Linked DNA regions of Rattus norvegicus: region 2 is linked to region 1. The links are chromatin contacts, called in public Hi-C maps. All regions are on one chromosome and are shown on one strand. Each heading gives the region's core, a stretch centred on a gene start, on an enhancer-like site or on the middle of the called end of the contact. The rest is flanking DNA. Distances are from core to core; before and after follow the strand shown. Region 1 overlaps Arhgap25 (Rho GTPase activating protein 25). Region 2 overlaps Arhgap25 (Rho GTPase activating protein 25).

What was found. Hi-C and Micro-C count contacts between places; a contact is called where the count stands out from the background.
Region 2: a Hi-C map of frontal cortex shows a contact between it and region 1, with 2.7 times the contacts expected there. The contact joins two enhancer-like sites. A contact is called at or near these places in 6 of 12 Hi-C or Micro-C datasets (the A7r5 cell line, Schwann cells, frontal cortex and 3 more).

The regions. Positions count from the first base shown.
Region 1 is chr4:121,456,633-121,464,129 of GRCr8, reverse strand. Arhgap25 (Rho GTPase activating protein 25) reads left to right here. Exons shown (of 11, transcript NM_001109247.1): 7 at 980-1,053; 8 at 2,488-2,609; 9 at 3,381-3,577; 10 at 5,570-6,102. Among named protein-coding and RNA genes, the nearest start is that of Bmp10, 31 kb to the right of the region's middle. Within about 2 kb of position 1,284, at least 15 of the 93 cell types and tissues checked have an H3K27ac peak or open chromatin away from gene starts, as enhancers often do.
Region 2 is chr4:121,515,464-121,522,537 of GRCr8, reverse strand. The region is part of intron 1 of Arhgap25 (Rho GTPase activating protein 25); the gene reads left to right. Among named protein-coding and RNA genes, the nearest start is that of Arhgap25, 13 kb to the left of the region's middle. Within about 2 kb of position 3,332, at least 5 of the 93 cell types and tissues checked have an H3K27ac peak or open chromatin away from gene starts, as enhancers often do.

The DNA of each region.
Region 1 (7,497 bases), core at 35-2,534:
GAGAGCAGCAATGGTTCACCGACAGGTGTAGCTGTTTTCCAAGAGAAAACCAAACCAGGCTGCATAGTCTGATGTGGGTATTTGTACCTGATTTGTGGGTATTGTAGGGTTGACAGAAGATATGAAAATCCTTGGTTTACAGGGGTGTTTCAGATCTCCTTTGTGAATAATAAAGCTTTAAAAATACCTAAAAAGAGTCATACTACATACATGTCATCTCACATGCTGTCAGAGTGTGATCACAGATTCTGCAGGCAGCTGTGGTCCGCAGAGGGACCTGTCCTTCCTGTCCCTGGCACATGGGATCTCTGAATGGCCACATCTGGACTCTACAGCTATTGTACAACGTGAGCTGCCATCCCAGTGCGTGCCTTCCCGCATGGCCGGTCTGGCCTGCTTCCCAGAAGTTCTCAGCAGAATCACTTGCTCACTACTTCTAAGGCAGTTTTGAAATATTAGATTCTGATTTGATTGTTTATTGGATCTTTGCATCTCACTCATTGAGAACATTATCATGAGTGTCAGTTATCAGATAGTCAGAACTTACAGGAGCTCAAGGTCAGGAGGTTAGGAGGTCAGGAGTGGGTGGTCGACAAATAGACTTTCTAAATGCACTATACAAAAAAATATGATAACTGGGAATATATCTCAGCTGGTAGGGTGCTTGCCTAGCGTGCACAGAACCCTGGGTCCGATTCTTGGACCAGGACAGACTTGCGGCATACACTCCAGAAGCGGAGAGGCAGGAGAATCAGAAGTCGAAGTTCACCACTGACTACTTATGGAGTTCAAGACCAGTCTGGGCTTTAACTTTCTGAGAATTCATAGCTACTTCCAAATATTGTAACTCACAAAACCGTGGGAGCAGGAGAGACAACCAAAGTGCTCCTCCTATACAGATGGCGCCAGTTCTGCCTCTACCCCCATTGCTGACTCACAGGCAGTAGGCTCCTTTACCAGTGTCAAAATTCTCTTCCAGGCTCAGCAGGAGCTGGAGAAGCAGCTTTCCATTCTCCCCCGTGACAACTACAACCTCCTGAGCTACATCTGCAGGTGAGGCCCGGCGTGAGCCACAGTGTCTAGCCATATCAGAAAGAAGCCCCAGTTAGAGAGGAAGGTCCCTAAGGCCACAGATTGTGGTCCAGAAATGTGGAAGCTTAACTCTATTTGCATATGATTGACAGAGTGCTTGTCAGGAACCCCTCAGATCCTGCACACAGAATACACGCACTCCTTCCTTCTGACCTGCCCCAGGGCGTGCAAGAACCTGAAATGCCTGTTCTCCCTGAAACTAACACCCGGGGAAACAGTCATTCTAGGCCACCATTTATATTTTCCTGCAGGCCTGAGGACCTACTGTGTGAGGCCCTTGTGGCAACACCTTGCAGGTGGACCAGCTCAGACATCTTCACCCCTTACAAACCTCATTTTGTCTTCCAAAAATACTGCAACGTAATTTCCTAGTTTTAAAGATGATTCTGACTTAACCTGGAAACCACAAAGAGACTAGAACTATTTGTAAATAAGGACCAACACTAGATGCAACCCCTCATCCAGTGATGTCTTCCTTCTCTTGGGTGTTTTATCTTCTGATGAATCTTCTCATACACCAGTGAAACTGCAGGAGAATGGTTTTATACCCATGAAAAGCATGTCCTTTATCATAAAATAAATTATTCCCTAATCTCATAGTTTTCATCATTTGAACATATAATTCTTATTTCTCCTAATTTTTATAAATACAATTCTTATGGAATAAATTTTATAAATAACCTACATTTTATGGTATTTCAGTCTGCCCACTTTTAAATGCTTTTAAGAAATATCCATAATTCCCTTACTGATCTGTTTAGATGTTTTTATTTTTCCAACAAATCTAGGGATTTCAGGCTTCTGATGAGTGAAAGTGTAGTAGAACCCAGAGCTGCTGAGCTCTGGGGTGAGAATAGGAAGTACCATGGATTAACCCTCCGTGTCTAAGACCTCCTCACTGACACAGTTTTTCCTCTCTGGAGACGTGGGTGGGATGGGAACCCAGAAGCAGGGAGTGATAATGGCAAGTCACTGAAGCTGTCACACACCCATCTGAATTCTTGGAGTAACCTCTTCCTCCCAAGCAACCCCTGTTTAAAATTCTCCACCTCAGCCTGCCCCGCCACTCCCACCCAACCCTACCCCATCCCCCACCCCCGGCAGCTGAGCCATCTATGCCACTCCCACCCAACCCTACCCCATCCCCCACCCCTGGCAGCTGAGCCATCTATGGCTCCTTATCTCTTCTTGGTCTGTTAACTTCCAGGAGTTCACTCCATTCCAGAAACTTTAAGGGGAAAGAGCTAGAATACAACAAATGTACAAATGTACCGCTGAGTCCAGGATCTGTCTGTCTCTCTGTCTCTGTGTCTCTGTGTCTCTCTCTCTTATGCGCATGCGCGCACGCACTCTGCATTCCCATTGTCTTAAGATAGGGTTTCCTGTTGCCCACAGATTTCTGCATGAAATCCAGCTGAACTGTGCCGTCAACAAGATGAGCGTGGACAACTTGGCCACTGTGATCGGTGTGAACCTCATCAGGTCGAAGGTTGAAGACCCCGCTGTGATCATGAGAGGTACAAAGTCTGATCCTTCAGGGGAGCGGCCCGCCGGAAGTGACCGCGAGAACACTGCCCCTAGTGTCTATTTGATGTTCTGCAGCTTACCCAGCGAGCCTGCCCACCTTCCTCTTCCAACTTTAATAACAGCTCCCATGAGGTCGGCGGCTCAATGGTCACAGAGCACAGCAGTCTAACCTCAAACCAATTAACTAGTGTTCCCCAGTCGTTTTATGACTTTAACATACCCTCAGCCAAGAAGGGCAAACAGGGTTTTGTTTTACAAGCTGGTTTCACAAAAAGGTTGCTGTACAACTAGGCTGAAACGCTTTCTAAGGCTTTGTCTTGGCTCAACGAGCAAAGGTCCTGGCCGAGAGGACTTATGCATGCATGTGGAGAGGAAATGTTCCTGACACCATTTGCTTCAGGAGCAAAACAGATCATATTGAGGACCACAGGAGAGGAGAAGAGAAAGATATCTACACCCCCCACCCCCACCCCCTTTGCCTTATTATTACACCCACTGTCTGCTAATATCTGACGGAGAGAATACAGGTGGGAAGTGTCCTCAGTGGCTCATTGCTCACCCCCCTTATATATCTTTATTTTAGTTCATCCTCCCACTAAAAATATTCTACCCCAAACAATTCAAAGGGGGCCCCATTAGAGCAAACGAAGCCTGTGGTTTTAGGGCCAATGTGAAAATACCCTCTTGGTGGGTGGCAACCCTTGAGGCCTTCCGGGATCCTACTCCATGCACCAGCATGGCAAATCTCTTCTTTCTTTCAGGAACTCCTCAGATCCAAAGAGTGATGACCATGATGATCAGAGACCACGAAGTCCTCTTCCCCAAGTCTAAGGATGCACCACTGTCACCCCCTGCCCAGAAAAACGATGCCAAGAAGGCTCCAGTGCCCCGAAGCTCTGTGGGATGGGACGCCACCGAAGACCCACCACTTTCTAGGACGGACAGCTTCAACAACACAGTAAGATGCCTGCTGCCCCTCAGTCCCTTCCTTTAGTCTGGACATTTGGGGTAGCTGTTTGGGGAGCCATGGATGATGCTGGGGCTGTGTGTAGAGCTGGCAATGACCTGTCAGAGTACCTTGGGAAAGCCTGGGCTAGTGACACGTGTGAGAACTGCCCGCAGGCTGGCTCTTTGGGCCTTTCCTAAAATCATCTCTAAGACAAAAACCCAGGGAAGTTCGACAGAGGAAATAAATGCAGGATTGCATGTGTTTGGGTAAGAGCTGCTGACTGCTCTGAGGGACAGTCTTGCTAATGATGAACATGGTTCCTTTCTCAGAGCAGGGATGTGTCCGTGTAGCCGTCCTCATTCCCTGATAAGCTGCCTCTGCAGTGTCAGCTCCCTGCCTGGACAGAAGGCTTGGAGCTCACGTTCGCAGAGTCACCAGACTCTGCAGTCTCCAGCGGGTAGACTATTAGAGGGCGACAACTCACAAAGGTCAAATTTTTTCATGTATTTATAGGAACAGATGTTTTTTAAGAAGAATTTGTAGACTTTTTTTTTTAAATAGCAGCTTGATTTTTTTTTAAAAAAAAAATTGGGCCAAGTAATAAAATTCAAATTTCTAGTTGACCAAGAGGGCTACCTATGATGTCGTTAAAGATGCCAGTTGGCGGTGGGCAGTAAATTGTGGTGGTTGTAGTTTTGTTTTAGATGGGTTTTGTTTGGCCACGTGCATCTTACCAGTGCTCTAAACTGAGTTATGATTTAAAATCACCGAAGCGTTGTTAGTGAGTCACCCACAGTCCTTGACAGCCAAGGTGCTGCTCCTTTGACAGTGGCCTGCAGTGACAGGACAACAATCTGTGCTGAGAAAGTAAATGGATCGGCTCTGGAGCCCACACCCCAACCCTGGGGGGCAGTGTGTCACACACATTTACTTTGGTTGAGCATCTGAGGCAAGAGATGTTGCCCAAGGCGTCAGCACTAGCACACTCTAGAGCAGGACTTCATGTCCCGGGTCCTGTCCCCACTGCGTGACCACATGCTCCAACTGAAGCCCAGGGTACCTCAATCCCTGACTTTCCCATCTTATGTGGGAAATGGTTTTGTTTCCTTTCATTTTTTTTCTCTTCTTCTTCTCAATTTGGTTTTATATATAACCACGTGTTTCAAAAGCACCAAATCGTAGAAGGGAATTGGCTGACGAGTGTAAGGCTACTTAGGAGAGGAAGGGTTCATGGCAGCGGGTGGTTGGGAGTTATAGTCTACAGTGGCAGAGAAGCCATGGCAGTGAGGGCTCGAGGTGCTGGGTGCAGCAGAGCAGAGAGATGATTGCTGTTGTCCAGCTTCCACTCTCCTTTCTCTTCAGTCCAGGATTGGTTCCGCCCACACCTCCATTACTCTCACCCTAAGGAGAGTTTCTATAGTGATTCTAGAGTCTGGCAAGTTGAATCTCTCCTTGAAGTGCTTTGCCCATTTCTTCTTGGCCATTGATCTTTTCCTCTCCAATCAATATAAGCTTGGAACAACACGGAGTCCCCAGCAGGAGACATTTACTGCCTGTGAAACATTGTAACGCATTTGCCAGCTTGCTGTTGGCTTCTCACTTAGCCTATGTCGTCTTTGCATGGTTTTGTCCTTCTTAGTTTTGGAGGTCATGAAAATATATTCAGTGGAGTTTACTGAACATCTCTTATGGGTCCTGGACTCTTGAGTCACAACTGATAAAGCCTCCTAAGTTCGTGAAAGGCTTGGGATTTTCACACCAATCATACAGATGATTTTAGTTCGTGCTTCCTTTCTAGATCGTGAATGGCTAGAGTCCCTTAACTGTACTATCCCTAATTTGGCAAATTATCACACAAGAAATTAACTGAGGTGATGTACTGAGGGTGTCACAGGTGTGTGACCCGGAAATATTTCCCTCCCCATCTCAAATCCTTATCTTAGGAGCAAGGCACACAGAAGAAAACAACCTCATTGTAACATCTATGGCTATCTTTTCCAGGCAAGTAGCCCTGATGCCACCAGCCCCACTGGACCACAGCCAGGTGACCAGCATCAGGAAGATAGTGGAAAAGCCCCCAAGGAAAACCCAGGAGACTGGAAGATGCAATCCCGTAAAAGGACTCAAACGCTCCCCAACCGGAAGTGTTTCCTGACATCCGCATTCCAAGGCACCACTAGCAGCAAACTGGAAATCTTTAAAAATGAGTTCTGGTCTCCATCTTCAGAGGCTAAGGCAGGAGAAGGGCACAGGAGAACTATGTCTCAAGACTTGCGCCACCTTTCCAATGACCAGAGGACTTCTACCTATGATAATGTCCCCAACCCACCAGTGTCCCAAGGGAACCCAGCAGGTGAACTCTCTCCCCCTGCCAGTGACTCTAAGAGAGATGCTCCTGTCAGCACAGACTCTGAAATGGAGTCTGGAAGCAAGAACTCTGGCGAGGAAGACCCTGATTCTTTGCAGAGGACGGTCCAGCACCTGCAAAAGGAAATAGAAGCTCAGAAGCAGATGTATGAGGAACAGATTAAAAAGTAAGTCATGTGCAGAGCGCCAAGTGTACTTGACTTCTGTGTTTAGAAGGAAGGACCTTCCAAAAGGTCACAGTATAAAATATTTCAGGGGACAGAGCAATTTATCTGTAGCAGCCAACCCTAATAAAGGACAGAGGGAGAGAGATGAGACAGGTAAGTTAGTGACAAGCCTACACGTCTGATGAGATCCATGGACAAGTAGCTATGAAGCCCACGTGGTCTTAAGGGTGAATATGTGTAACCGAGTTAGGGACTTTCCTTCATGCTCCCTGTATGCTTTCAGGCCTGACCATCTCGTATTGAACAACAGTTGGCCTGCTGGTCTTTGTGTAGGGTTGAGGTCTTGTGGGCTTTCCCCTATTCACGTCGCAATGTTTACATTTGGGCGGCCATGTTGGTGAGGCTTTAGCTTCTGCATGATAGGAAATGGGATCCCAAGGCAAACTCCCTCCTTGTCTGACTCTTAACGATCTTTCTCCTCCTTCCTTCACAATGTTCTCTGAGCCTCAGGTGTGGGAGTGTTTTATAGATTTATCCACTGGGGTTAGGACCCACAACTCTGCATTTTGATTGGTTATGGTTTTCTGTGATGGCTTTTGTTTCAAAGAGGGAAGCTTCCTTGATGAGGGGTGAAGGCTACTCTTACCTGTGGGTTTCAGGAGAAATTAGATTGTTGTTAGGGATTATGCTGGTCTAGTAAAGTAGGCTCTGAGATCCATGACTTCACTAGCCCTCAGTGGTTAGCTAGGCTTCTGTACCGGGCATGGTTTCCCTCTTGTCGGGTGAGTCTTATGGTTAACTAGCCGATGGTTACTGCTTAGGTGTGTGTGACACTATAGCACCTTTAGGGTTGTCATACCATGTTGGTCATTGTGGTGGTCCCCTCCCCATTTTTCTTCCCTCGCAAATTCTTTCTCAGAGAGGTAACCTTGTCCAACTTGACACACAGGAAACTTGTCATAATGAGAATAATAGGCTTTCATATTTATGGATACTTTTATTAAGATTTAGGTACCAGAAAGAAAGACTATTGTGAGTCTCTATCTGTTGTTTCATAAAGGAGGATGATGGCTCTTGAGCAAAACATGTTCTTTGTCTGATAACCTGAAATCAACCATTTGTGGAGTTATATGACATCTGTGACACCTTATCAGGTAGCAAATCAGTCTCAGAGAAGGCTCTCAGTGTGCCCTAGCCTGAATGCCAGTGAGGAGCAAGAGAAGGACTGCCATGGAGATGTCTGCTATTCCCGAATACATCAATCAGGGTCTCTGAGTCGCCCATTAGCCCATCCATGGCAGAGGAAGGACAATTAGCAGATTGGCAATGCCTTCTAATTCAATCCACATAGGAAGCACCCCATTTATCAGAAGAATCAGGGGCTCCAGAAGTATC
Region 2 (7,074 bases), core at 2,083-4,582, 56 kb before region 1:
GACAATGTTCTGTGGTTCCACAGAGCAAACTTCTGTTTGCCATGTACTTCTCAGGAAAGCCCTGGATTTAACCAGTTCTCTCAGACGCCTAAAGCTTCCACAAGGTTCATCCTTCTGTGGCCTGAAATGCCTGGAATTATAACGGATGGGAAATGTAGAGGCCTGTCTGTCTTCTTCAGTAGAGAGTAAGCCTCCTGGTTAGAATGTTTCTTGAACGAAAAGGAAAAGATCCTGACTTGGGAAGCCAGTCCTTGAGTAGAGATGGGGTCGGGATGGAATTTGATGCTAGAGCCCTTGAGGACACGTTTACATGGGTCAGATTACAAGACCAGCCCTTTGCCACCCCTCACTTAGGACATTACAGATCAGTGTCCGAAGGACGTTACTCACTCTGCTTCTTCCTAGGTTGTTAGGCAGAGCCCTGGCTACCCAGCACGGGTCAGCCACTGCATACCGCGCCACCTCTGACCTCACCTCTGTGACCCTCATGTCCTGTGTACTCAGTTTACCTCTTCCTTCCATTCTCTCACTCCAACCCCTGCCACTCTGAACACCCGGGAGAAAGTCTAACTATTGGGCGGACTGGTTCTACTTCTGGCTTATGCCCATTGCCGTAGGTGGACACTCACGGAGAGGCTGAGACCCCTACTGAATTCTCTGTGCTACAGTTCCTTGTATGATGATAAAGAGTAGAGATTTGCACTTACAGTGCTGCAGTCTAGGAGGTCCAGTGTGAAGGTTTTGACATTGCTGGGAGGGGAAACTCATTGCATATACATAATATACAGTATGACCACAGGCATGATGGGTAAAGAAGATGCACACTGTGACTCCAGAGGGTAGAGGAGCCGAAGAGGGTAAATCCATCTCTTCAAAGCATTCTGTAAGAGCCTTTGGTCAGTTAGCTGTTCGCTGCAGAGACAAAGTACCTAAGCAGGTACTTGAAGGAAAAAAAATCTTATTTTATCCCTTGTTTTGAACATCTCAGTCTACTGTCATTTAGTTCTCTCCCTCTCCCTCTCCACTCCCTCTGCACCTCCCCCTTCTCCCCTTCCCCCTCCCTCCGTCCCTCCCCCCACTCTCTCGCCAGGGTTCCTCTGTGTAACATATCTGGCTGTCCTGGACTTGTTCTGTAGACCAGGCTGGCCTCAAACTCACAGAGATCCACTTGCCTCAGCCTCCTGAATGCTGGGACTAAAGGTGTGTGCCACCATGCCCGACCAGTGTTCTTTTGGTATGAAGTGAGACCAAACATCATGGAAGACAGCTTGTAGCTGAGCAAACATGGTCACATCTAGTGGGCAGGAGGCAGGAGAGAGATGGGGAATCTGACAGAGAACAAGGACAAAATGTACCCTCCAGAGGCCCTTTACATCTTCCACCAGGATCCAGCTCCCCAGGGCCCAGGCAATTTTGTGGAGTCAGTGGACTAATCCACTGTAAGGTCAGCATCCTCAAGGCCCAGAACTTCTCAATAGCACTGCAAGTTAGAGACCAAGCCTTCAGCACAGTGTCTTCAGGACTTAGCTCAGCCATTAAAGGCCTTCCATCTGCTCTGGAGAATTAACTTAATAACTTGCTACAGTTACTCAATACCTTGCTAAGGTGTTGCTTCTTTGGGGGTTGAGTTTCAACTTGAATTTGGAAAGGATGTTCGTCTTTGAAGCCATAGAATCCATCTACCAGAGTTACTTTTCTTTTGCCCCAAACTCTTGTTGCAAAAGGCAGTGGACACGGGGTCCCTGGGATGAGATGAGGAAGGCACATCTTTGACTGTGTCTCTCTGAAGGAGTTTCAAATAACAGGATTATCTAGTTTGTCCTAGGAGCCTGGAAGGAATTTAAAATGGGGGGGGGGAAGGGCTCTATGGTAGTTATTTTCTCTTTGCTCCTTGTACACTGTGAGTGTGTTGCTTTTCTGCCCTGTGTCCTCTTCACCCATGATGGTTTAAACTCTGACACCGAGAGCCAAAGCAAGTCCTCCAGTTGCCTTCCTACTCTTCCTCCTCAAGGCCTTACCTCAAGGTTCCTCATACTCTTGTTCAGACATTTCAAAGTGAAAAGTGTGGCAGCTGAAAGGGAATTGCCCCCCTTTCCCATCACGATTCCATCAGCTCCCGCCTTTTCCTCTAGTTCTGCCTTCAGACACAAACAGCAGAAGCCCATCCAGAGACCTGCATATTAGTGGGCCTCCACAGTCTCCTCTGGTTGAGGCAGGAAGCCAAGAGGGCGTGATCACCCAGACTCTGTGCCCCACCCACCTCCCGGCCTCAGGATGCCGATGCCGTCAGATGTCATCGTTGTCATTACCTTGGAACAGGCTTTTCAGGGCTCGTTTGTTTTCACAGCTTCTGGCTCTCGATTCCCATGGCTACTCTTTCTGAGACACCTCAGCACTATACCCTCTTCCGTCACACCTCAGGTGTCTCAGGTAGCACTGGCTATGTCATTCACAGGGAGACTTGTTCAAGCAGGGCTCTTGTTCAGAAAGCATTAAAGGTGCAGGAATCTCATCAGGGCAAGACTGCATTTGACCGCATTTGACTGCATTTGACTGCATTTGACCACATTTGACTGCATTTGACCACATTTGACTGCACGGCACAGGTAGCACGTCTGTGGAGTTAACTTTGACCAGGACTCACGGCACCAGTCTGCTACTCATCCAGCCCCACCAGCTAGGTGGTTTGAGTCCTTCCTCTGGCTTGATTCTCCAGTTGCCACTCTATTGTTAGCTGCGATCTCTCCTGTGGACTCTGTGTAGTTCGGTCTGCTTGAATGCCTTACAGGCTTCTTTCCCCTACTTTGGTTAACACAGCATCCTGGATTTTCTCCCCAACCACTTCACTTGGCTTTAGTCAGAGGCGCTATCTTCACAAAGGTGCTGTAGCCAAACATGCAGAGTGGGCATCATTCTCCCTTTTGCTCCCATCTCACACTGAATCCACCAGATGAAGCTCTGGGCTCAGCAGCCTGTCTCTGGTCTGACCTCTCTATTGTCCCCAGCATTTTCTCACCCTCACTGCTGCCTTCCACTCTTCCATCAACACATTCTCCACACCAGACCCAACTCAACACTTCTTAAAAAGAATCAAATCATGCTATATGTTCCTTTAATCAATGTGCTTAGAATTAAATTTAAAAATAAAATCAGGGTCTCCATCTGTAGGCTAGACATGCCAGTTCCGGAAGCACTCTGCTTGGGGTTTCTCAAGGCCAGGCCTCTGTTCTCCCTGAAATAACCTTTCTGAGATTTTACCATGTCCGCTCCGATGCTTGTTCAGCTTTAGTGTAAATACAATCTTTCCCATGAGCCTTTGCCTGGTGCACTGTCTGCTGTGCTCCGCGTCTCTGCATTCCGCCTCCTCAGTCTCTTCCTGACGATGTGATTTCGAGTCTGAAATGATCTCATTTGCACAAGTGCACTGCAAGTTCCCTAAAGTCAAAGCTTTGTCTATTTAATTTACTTTCAGATCCTCCAGGAATCAGGATGAGCCTTCATGGGGTAGCTACCACCCAAAATGCTGTGGGATGGCTGAGTTTTTTCCTGACTTTTCTCCATCTTGAGGACATTGAATTAAAATGAGGCCAAAGCCTATTTATTGTTTGTTGTCTCGAGCTGCTGTTATTATGACAGAACAGTGGCTTGATCAAGAGCTTTCTAGCTTCCTTGTATATAGAGAGGCAGTCTTTTGGTTTCGTAAGATAATTTGGACCTGGGGAGGTAACTGAGAATTTGGATAGCCTCAGTTCTCAGAGTCTCTAAGGCTGGTTAGGGTCACAAGGAATACTTCTTGTTTTTGTCATCCAAGTCTTTCAGAGTGTGAGCAAGGAATCCCTCTACTGGAGACTCAAGGGGCTGGGTCTGTGGGCAATCTTTTCATCTGCCTTCCCTCCCCTGCTCCTCTCTAACTGGGCACTGGTTACTAAGTTACTATCCAGGAAACAGCCATAAACTGAGGGCTACGGGTACAATGTATCTCTTTATTGGATAAAAACCAATTCCCATTCACTACAGAGGATGAGAAAAGTGACCCTTGGGAAGTGTAAATACTGGTGCTACAGAACATTTTTGTAGTAGTTCAGATTAGTTAGCATAAATGAGCAACAGAGAGGAGGAGTAAGGATGAGCTGAGGAGAGGAAGATGAGGAGGAGGGAATGAGTGAGCAGAGAAGGAAGAGAAATCCAGTGTAAGAGGCCAAAAAGCAAACCAAGAGGGGGAGGGGGAGGGAAAGAAAAGGGTGTGATATGGGCAATGGGAGGGACCGCTGTATGTTTTTTCAGCAAGACCAGAAGCTAAATGGAACTCATCAACTATATATTCAGAAAATAACTCCATTGTCTGTCCATTACTGCTGGCAGCATGATTGCTACACTAGACACTTCCCTAGGGCTTCACTCCACATGGTGGAAACCCAATCATGGACTCCCTTGCAGCTAGGATTCTGGAACCAGTTACTTGTGCTGATTAAACTAGAAGATAAGATAAGGGAAGGTGCCTTCCTGAAGTTCCAACCATGCTGCTGTGGATAATGCTAGCAAGCCAAGCAAGACCTCTCAAGATTTCCCAGCAGCTAAGCTTCAGACCCAGCTCTGTGTTCAGGTCGCCAGAGCATTGGCAGTCTTCTTAATAGTGAGACAGTTTCTTCCAGGTGGCCTCAGGCAGGGTGGCAATGTAAGAATTAAATGCTATGGCTTGGGGAGGTGTACTAGGGGATAAAAAAAACTTGCTCCTTTAGTTCCTCCAAACATTTTACAAGACTTCACCTAAGACTTCTGTAAGTCAGTTCCCTTTTTTGCACTAAACTCTTAATCCTAAACTGTTGCATGCTGCCTTAGCAGAGAATTTTCACATGACTCTCCTCTTCTCTGCCCAAATATGCCCTCCCACACTTTCACAAACTACTTCCCCGGAGTCAGCAATACTTCAAGCTTCTTAATACCCAGTCAGGACCTATAGTCTCAGCATCACACTTGCCACTCAGATCATTCACTTATGAGTAGGAAAAGATCTACACCAGCCCAGCTGGCATATGTGGGTCTTTACATGGAGAGATCATTCATGGGTAGCCTTCTTTGTAAGTTACTTTTCTCATTGGTGTTATAAACAGGACAAGCTTAAGGTAAGAGAAGTTCTCTCTGATTTATGGTTTTAAGGAATTTCAGTTTGTTTGTTTGTTTGTTTGTTTGTTCAGTGTATTGGGGGGAGGTATAATGGTGCGAGAGACTGGAACCAGGAGTATGCATAACTTTCAAAGACCTGACTTTCGGATCCTCTTTGTGCCCAGTAAGCTCTACCTACTAAAGGCTCCACAGCCTTCAAAATGGTACCACAGCTTGGAATTAAGCATTCAAATATCAGCCTGTCAGGATATCTCAGCCTGAAACTTTAGCACCTTCCACCCCTGGGTTATCTCAGGTACCTATCTCCTCTACGTAGGTCTCTTGTTCCACTCATAACCAAGATCCCCTTTCCACAATGTGGGCTCCACGATGTGTGCCCAGCTCCACTATGTAGGACCTATGCTGGGTTTTGTGTTCTCTTGCCACCGTCTTGTATTTCCATAGTTTCCAAACAAAGGGCTCAGTGTTTTCATTTAATACCAAGTCCTACAAATTATACACACAATCCCAATATTCTTCCATGTTCTTTTAGAAACTGGGTCATCTTTTAGCCTCTAGGACCCTTCCTATTCCAATTAGTGACTGCCATTCTTATGAACTCTCTCTCCCTTCCCTCATACTGCTAGGCTCTGACCACCTCTAGCCTGTGTTGTTTACATACTTCATTATTTCTTTTCCTGTGAGAACCCCAGTGCCTGCTATGTATGAACACTTTCATTCAGTGCAGTTACTCCAGGCTCCATTAAATCAGGCAGCAATGGCTGCTTTAGGCTGTAGACATGAACACCACCTCTCATCTGATTGACTGGCTTTCAAATTTGGCTGCCCTAGGAGTTTAGGAAAGTTTGCTTACAAGTTCCATGCCAGAGATATCAACTGAAGTGACCTGGAGTAGGAACTAGAGTCTCAGAGGTTTAAAACGTTTAAATTGATTGCTGTTGTGTGATGGGTGGATGAACTGTGCTTCTGTAACACACTTTCTTCAGCCGATTCTACTCCCCATCAGCAGCTTTCCTCAACAGGTATCCCATCGCTCTGATGCCTCTGACATTTTGGGGTCTCCAAGGCAGTTCAGGTCTCACCTTCATTCATCACAGCTTCTCACAATGGCCTCTCTAGGCCTGACTCATGCCTGGTTTCGGCAGCTTTCCTTAGTCACAGATGGAGATTCCATAACCTTTTCTTCCCTCCTCTAAAGCCAAGTCTGCCAAGTTCTGCTGCTTGCTGGGGCTTGAGCATGGCTCCCTTGTTCTGTTACATCTTCATCAGCTTTCTAGATTTGATGGTTTCCTTCACTGCCTAAACGTGGCTGTCCTGAAACTCAATCTGTAGGCCAGGCTGACCTCAAACTCAGAGATCTACTTACCTCTGCCTCCAGACTGCTGGGGTTACAGCATGTACCCTCAGACCTGGCTCTAAGCTTTCTCTATTTCCTTTTACAAGTTGGGGGCTTGGCTGGGTGGGATTTTGCCTTGAGGTCACCACTCCCTCTGTTCCATTTAATGTCAGGATTTTATCACCTGAAACACAGGACTCAGCTCCATTCCACTTCCTGGTGCCCCTTTCTCCTCAAATTGTACATTTTATAATTTTCCTCGCTCAGCTCCTTCCTTTTCATTATAGATCTTCATAAGAGTGAACATTAAATAACCATACACCAGAGTCAATGTTAGGCTGTTTTGAAATTTCCTGTGCTAATACAGTTTATCCAGAACTCTTCAATTCGGCCTCAGGCAGACTTTTCAAATAGGGCAAAAGCAGCCATGTTCTCCACCAAAATATCACTAGCATGGTCTCTAGGCCACATACTCACATTCTTCTCTGAAACCTCAAGAGCTGGGTCCCCACAGTTCAAAGACACTGCTGTTTTCCATGGTTCTACTAGTATGGCCCATTAAGCCCCACTTAAAGTGTTGAACTGCTTTTTAAACCCAAAGTCCCAAAGTCCAC